Regions from separate parts of the Mus musculus genome. Here region 2 is linked to region 1. A link is a contact called in public Hi-C data. All regions are on one chromosome and are shown on one strand. Each heading gives the region's core, a stretch centred on a gene start, on an enhancer-like site or on the middle of the called end of the contact. The rest is flanking DNA. Distances are from core to core; before and after follow the strand shown. Region 1 has its middle 250 kb from the start of Lmx1a. Region 2 overlaps Nuf2 (NUF2, NDC80 kinetochore complex component).

What was found. Hi-C and Micro-C count contacts between places; a contact is called where the count stands out from the background.
Region 2: a Hi-C map of cortical neurons shows a contact between it and region 1. The contact joins two enhancer-like sites.

What each region holds. Positions count from the first base shown.
Region 1 is chr1:167,940,610-167,943,467 of GRCm38.p6, reverse strand. No RefSeq gene overlaps it. Among named protein-coding and RNA genes, the nearest start is that of Lmx1a, 250 kb to the right of the region's middle. Within about 2 kb of position 1,342, at least 21 of the 459 cell types and tissues checked have an H3K27ac peak or open chromatin away from gene starts, as enhancers often do. A contact at or near this core is called in cortical neurons, where this site is marked.
Region 2 is chr1:169,518,122-169,520,979 of GRCm38.p6, reverse strand. The region is part of intron 6 of Nuf2 (NUF2, NDC80 kinetochore complex component); the gene reads left to right. Among named protein-coding and RNA genes, the nearest start is that of Nuf2, 12 kb to the left of the region's middle. Within about 2 kb of position 1,374, at least 22 of the 459 cell types and tissues checked have an H3K27ac peak or open chromatin away from gene starts, as enhancers often do. A contact at or near this core is called in cortical neurons, where this site is marked.

The DNA.
Region 1 (2,858 bases), core at 93-2,592:
AGAGAAGGGGTACATGTCACCCACTTTCTGGCAGCCCAAGGCAGGGCCACTCTGGATGTGGTCCAAATGCCCTTGGCAAGAGTATGTCCAGGAAAAACAAACTCGACCACTATGTCGTCATCCAGTTTCCCCTGACTGCCAAGTCAGCCATGTCAGACAAAGACAATGACACACTTTGTTCGTCATAGGTGCCAAGGCCAATAAGCCCCAGGCTGGGAAGAAATTCTATGTTGGAATAACCAGAATCAATCAGGCTGGCGGGGAGAAGAAGGCACAAGTCCGTCTGACTCCTGATTATGGTCCTCTAGCTATTGCCAACAAATCTGGGAGCACTTAAATGGAGTTCCAGCTCCACTGAAATCCAGTTAAATCCCGCGGATAATTCTTTACTTAAAAAAACAAAGGTTTATTTTAATTATGTGGTGTCCACCTGTTTACACAATTGATCACAGGCACTCACAGAGGCCAGAAGAGGGCACTAGATTCCTGGAGCTGGGGTCACAGGTGGTTGATAGCTGGGGATTGAACTTGGGTCCTCTGTATGAGCAGGATGCAATAGTAACCACTGAAGTTTCTTTCCAGCCCCAAAGATAGACTTGTAGTTAGAGGTGCTAGGGATTGAACCCAGGGCCCCATGCACTGAGCTACACTCCAAACAGCTATTGATCTTAACTACACATTATTCACCATGAAAACAAACAAAACAAGACATCAAAGGGAGTAACTGAGGAAGCTACTGGACATTAACCTCTGACCTACACACACACACACACACACACACACACACACGGAATACATATATACATGACCAAACACATATACACATACACAAAATAGTTTTGCTCTGATAAATAAATGAATAAAAGCATCAATGCAGTTTCTCTTGCTTGGCCCTTTCTCCATGTTAATATTAATGCTGTGTTTTACGCTGGGGAGAAGACAGTGCTGTTTGTCCCAGAGCCGGTAACGCTGGTATGGCAAACTTCAACACAGTGTGGAGTACAGCTTTAATTCTCATTCTTCAAAATTCTGCTCCTCAGATTTTTACCAAAGCTAAAGCAGTCATTTTCCCCGCGCAACTGGCCACGTCTGAAGGCTTGGCATTGAACCTTAGGGAAAACAGACTCAGGGGCCGGCTCTGACCGTGAATACAGGAGACTAGTGCCTTGCCAACACACAGGCCAAAAAAAAAAAGGAGAAAAATACAATCCCTTGTGAGGATGTGGGGGAGATGCACACCTTTTACAACAATTTGTATCACTTTTGATTTAATGTGAGAGAAATGGAATTCTCTAGTAGCCACCCCTGACGTATTTGCATGAGATTCTTGCGCCATCCAGTGGATTTCTTGTGAAATTGCATCAATCGCTTGAGCCTTAAATGTCTCTTAACCACCCTGTGTCAGTCACATTCTACTCCTTTTTGCTATTTGTATTCAACATATTGTATCTATTTGTGTAATTTTGAAATAGTCAACAAAAGTACTTATTACAAAAAAAATACAAAGGAAGTGATTTTTAAAACAAAATAAAAATTTAAATTAGTCAATTAGATAAAGCAAGGCAATCTGTATTTAAGTATGTGAATATCCAGATCTGAGTATCCTAGAACATAAAGTTCCTTGACTCTAATGACAGATAAGCTAGAAAAAGGACAGGCATTAATGCACCAGTTGGGATGGTACCATTCAGAGGTGCTGGCCGAGCCGATAGATACATCATAGTGAGAATGCCAGAAGTCAGAGTGCATTTAATCCTAACTGCCAAATGTCACAGCTTAGCAACTGCCTGAGCATTGTCAGTTGTTTTTCCTCACGATGCTGCTGATGCTCTGGCTGACTGGGAGCTGCGGCTGACTGACACTGTCCAACCTGGAGACGGGGTCATGATGCCTGTCACTAGCCAAGGAATTGATCAAAAATTTGAAATGTGAAGCATGCTTTCTGCTGAATTCACATCACTTTTACAATGCTGTAAAGTTCAGCCCTCATACACGAGACATCATAAGTCAAGGACCATCTGTCCTGGTATTGAAGGTACGGCTGGTTTTGCTGCTGTGGGGCACTTGTTGTTGTTGCTGCTGCTGCTGTTGCTGTTATTTTGTTGTTGTCGTCCTTGTTGTTGCTACTGTTGGTGTTGTTGTTGTTGTTGCTGCTGTTGGTGTTATTGTTGTTGCTGCTGCTGTTGGTGTTATTGTTGTTGCTGCTGCTGCTGTTGTTATTTTTGTTGATGTTGCTATTGTTGCTGTTGTTGTTTTTGCTGCTGCTACTGTAGCTGTTGTCTTTATTGTTATGATTAAACATTGGCCAGGCTGCTCAGTGGGTAAAGATGCATGCAGCACAAACCTGCCAATCCTAGTTTGTGCCCTATATTCCATGTAAATAAAGATGGAAAGAGAAAACCAAACTGACCTCACGAAGTCGTCTTCTGACCTCTGCGTGTTCAACACACAATAATAATGATGATGACGACGGTGATGGCCATGATGTTTTAAAAATGAAACAGTAAAAAATATCCGGTAAAGCAAAGAATTGTTTCTAGGTTCGTTGAACACTGACCTTTCGCAAAAAAAGGCATTCATGAACAAAGTTGGTGGGGACAGAACGGGGTCTCCTGAACTGCTCACTGCATCTTAGGATATCTACCAGCCTAGCCACACGAAGCCTAGCCACAGAAGCTAACAGGAAACAAAACATCACAAGTTCCTGAAGATCCCAGAGGACAGAACCTGGCAGATTCCCCGGTGACCTGGACCCTCCTGGGAGCATAAGAGTCTCTTAACCAGATGTTCTCTGTGACCTGAAGCTGTGCTATCTTCGTGTCCTTCTGTGTGGACAATGTGTTATTTTCCTTGGGATA
Region 2 (2,858 bases), core at 125-2,624, 1.6 Mb before region 1:
GGCTGGAAATCAAACATGACCCTCTGGAGGACCGGTGCTCTGACCACTGAGCCATCTTTCCAGCACCTTGTCTATTTGTTTATTGAAACTTTAGATAGATATTTTTTAAATAAATGACCAGCTGATTATGCAGGTATTTTCTTCTAGTTTGTTGTTTGCCTTTTCAATTTTATACTTATCTTTAAAGAGCAAAATATCTTTCAGTTTTGAATATTTTGATTGATTTTCTTTAAAAATTGTATGTCTTACTAAGACTTCACTAGATCTACGTGGCTGAGATTTGCGTCCGAGTGCTTGGGGGGTATTGTCTTGTTTTGATTGTTTAATGTTTTAGTATTGTGTGCAGTGAGTCACTGTTCATATTTTCCCTTTTCATGGGAGTGGCACTACCTGTTGAGACGTCACCCTTTCCCCATGAACTTACTGTGACACTTTGTATAAAAAGGCATGACAGTGTGAGGCAGTCTTGCTTCAGACTTGGGACAGTGGATACCTGAGTTCTTTGCTAGTGTCAGTGCACAGGGATGCAGCCACTTTGGCAGTTTCTAGCAAAATGAAACCTGTTCCTACCGGATGATCCAGGAGTTGGGCTCCTTTGTATCTACCCAAAGGGGCCCCAACTGTTCACATAAAGACACACACAGCGATGTATGTAGCATAGTTTCTAAGTCTCAGAAACCATCATGGCTTTCGGTGCATCAGTATACAGACTACATCCCAGCAGTGGAATGTTAGGTAGTGTTAAATGGAAATGAGCTATCAATCCATGAGAAAGCATAGGTGCACATTGTAATGGAAAGGGGCCAATCTAAAAAGGCTCTGTAATCGTGTGATGTATAAGAGAGGGAAAACATCAGTAATTGTGAGCCTTCACAGAGGAGGAACAATTAACTAGAACGCAAGACCATTTTAGGATAGTAACCCCTCCGTGTTACTACAGTGGTGGTATGTGCCTGCCATTCTGCAGTTGTCACATCCCACAGACAGTACAGCAGCAGCGAGCACGTGTGTGTACATGCAGAGAGATAATGATGTGTTAGTGCACATTTTCTCTACGCCTTATTCCTAACAACAGTGCCACTCACACAGATGCTGGGAGAGAGGGTCTGACAGGTGGGATACTGGGAACTACCAAATCCTTACTCAGATTTTGCTATGGATGGAAAACTTCTGAAAAATAAAGATGTATGTCCTACACGAATTGGATGTTTTTCTGGGCTTGCTATTCACTAGGCTCTGCCTTAGTTCCGTCTGCATATCCAGTTTCCTAGAGCACTCATCTCGGTGTTTGTCTTTACACCATCCTTCCTGCCTTAGATTGAGACTTGAAATCAGGCAGATGGCACTCGTTCATCTGTTACTGTGCATCCAGGCAGGCTCTGTATCCCGATGTGGGAGCTGGGGAGGTGGAGCCTGTGCTGTGCTGCTTGCTTCTTTGTTGAGTTGCCCCTCTGTCACTTCCTCTGTGGTTTCTGATGCTCTCCTCTCTGGAGTAGACCTGCATGCCATACTGCGGAGGACACAGCATCGTAGCCTGCCGCTCTACTTGTTGGATCCAGTGTGCATTCACATGTGTTCTCTTGCACAGCATGCGTTTGCACGTTGTCACCGAGTAGGGCACACTGCACGCTTGGACCAGTTGGTTAGGAGCGTTCCTTCAGATTTTTTTTTGGTTGCTGTATTGAATGAGTAATGGAGATCTTAAAATCTTTTGTGAATTTATTACTTTCACTCTCACTCACTGCCTTTTAACTGGAGTGCTTAGCTCAGTTGTGTTAAATGTTATTGATATGCTTAAATTTACCTTTAATCTTTTTGTTTCTTTCTTACAATATTTATCTATTTCCACTTTCTTCATCTTGTTGTATTTTGACTACTGGATTTTTTTTTTTTTAAAAAATCTTTGAAAAAAGGTTTACTTATCGTGTGTGTGTGTCGGTATAGGAGTGTGGGCCTTTGTGTGTTCTGTATACCATGTGTATGCATAGTGCCCATGGAGGCCAGGAGAAGTTGTTGGATCCCTGGAGGTAGAGTTCCATGAGGTTGGGAGTACCACGTGGGTGCTGGGAACCTAACTCGGGTCGTCTGCAAGAGCAGCAAGTGCTCTTAGCTTCTGAGCCATCTCTCTGGCTATTCTTATATTCAGACTCTCACTGTGTATCTCAGGCTCTCCTAGAAACTGAAATACTCCGGCTTCAGCACCTTGAGTACTGGATTCCCAGTGTGTCCTGCCATGCCTGCATCACATTTAGTGTTAAACATCTCATTCTCTTAAGTATGGCAGTCTAGGTTAACAGCATTCTAGTGCCTGTAAGGTGTGCTAACATTGTTGAAAACAGTATCTACAAGGAAGACCAGTAATAAAAACCCTTGATACAAGAAGGGGAAATTTATTGCTGCATTATATTCTGGCTCCCTTATTCCTGAAAAGAAACCCACTCATATTCTTTGTCTTTATTCCATTTAGTGTGTCTGTCTTATTTTCTTGTCTTTGCTTTTAAATTTTATTATGACTTCCTAGCTACTTGAGTGAACTGTGGGCTTCTGGGAAATTTTGTGGTTGTTAGTTTTCCATACTGTTTATAGCTTTTGTAAGACTGAGACATTGCTCTCCTGTCAGATAAAAAATAGTTGTTCCTCCTTTTTGTGGGATTTCATCACAGACTTGGGATGCTTCTGATCTGCCTCTGCTCACAGGGGGCTGTCTGACTCCCCCTGCTGGCCTCTGCTCACAGGGGCTGTCGGACTCCCCCTGCTGGCCTCTGCTCACAGGGGGCTATCGGACTCCCCCTGCTGGCCTCTGCTCACAGGGGGCTATCGGACTCCCCCTGCTGGCCTCTGCTCACAGGGGGCTATCG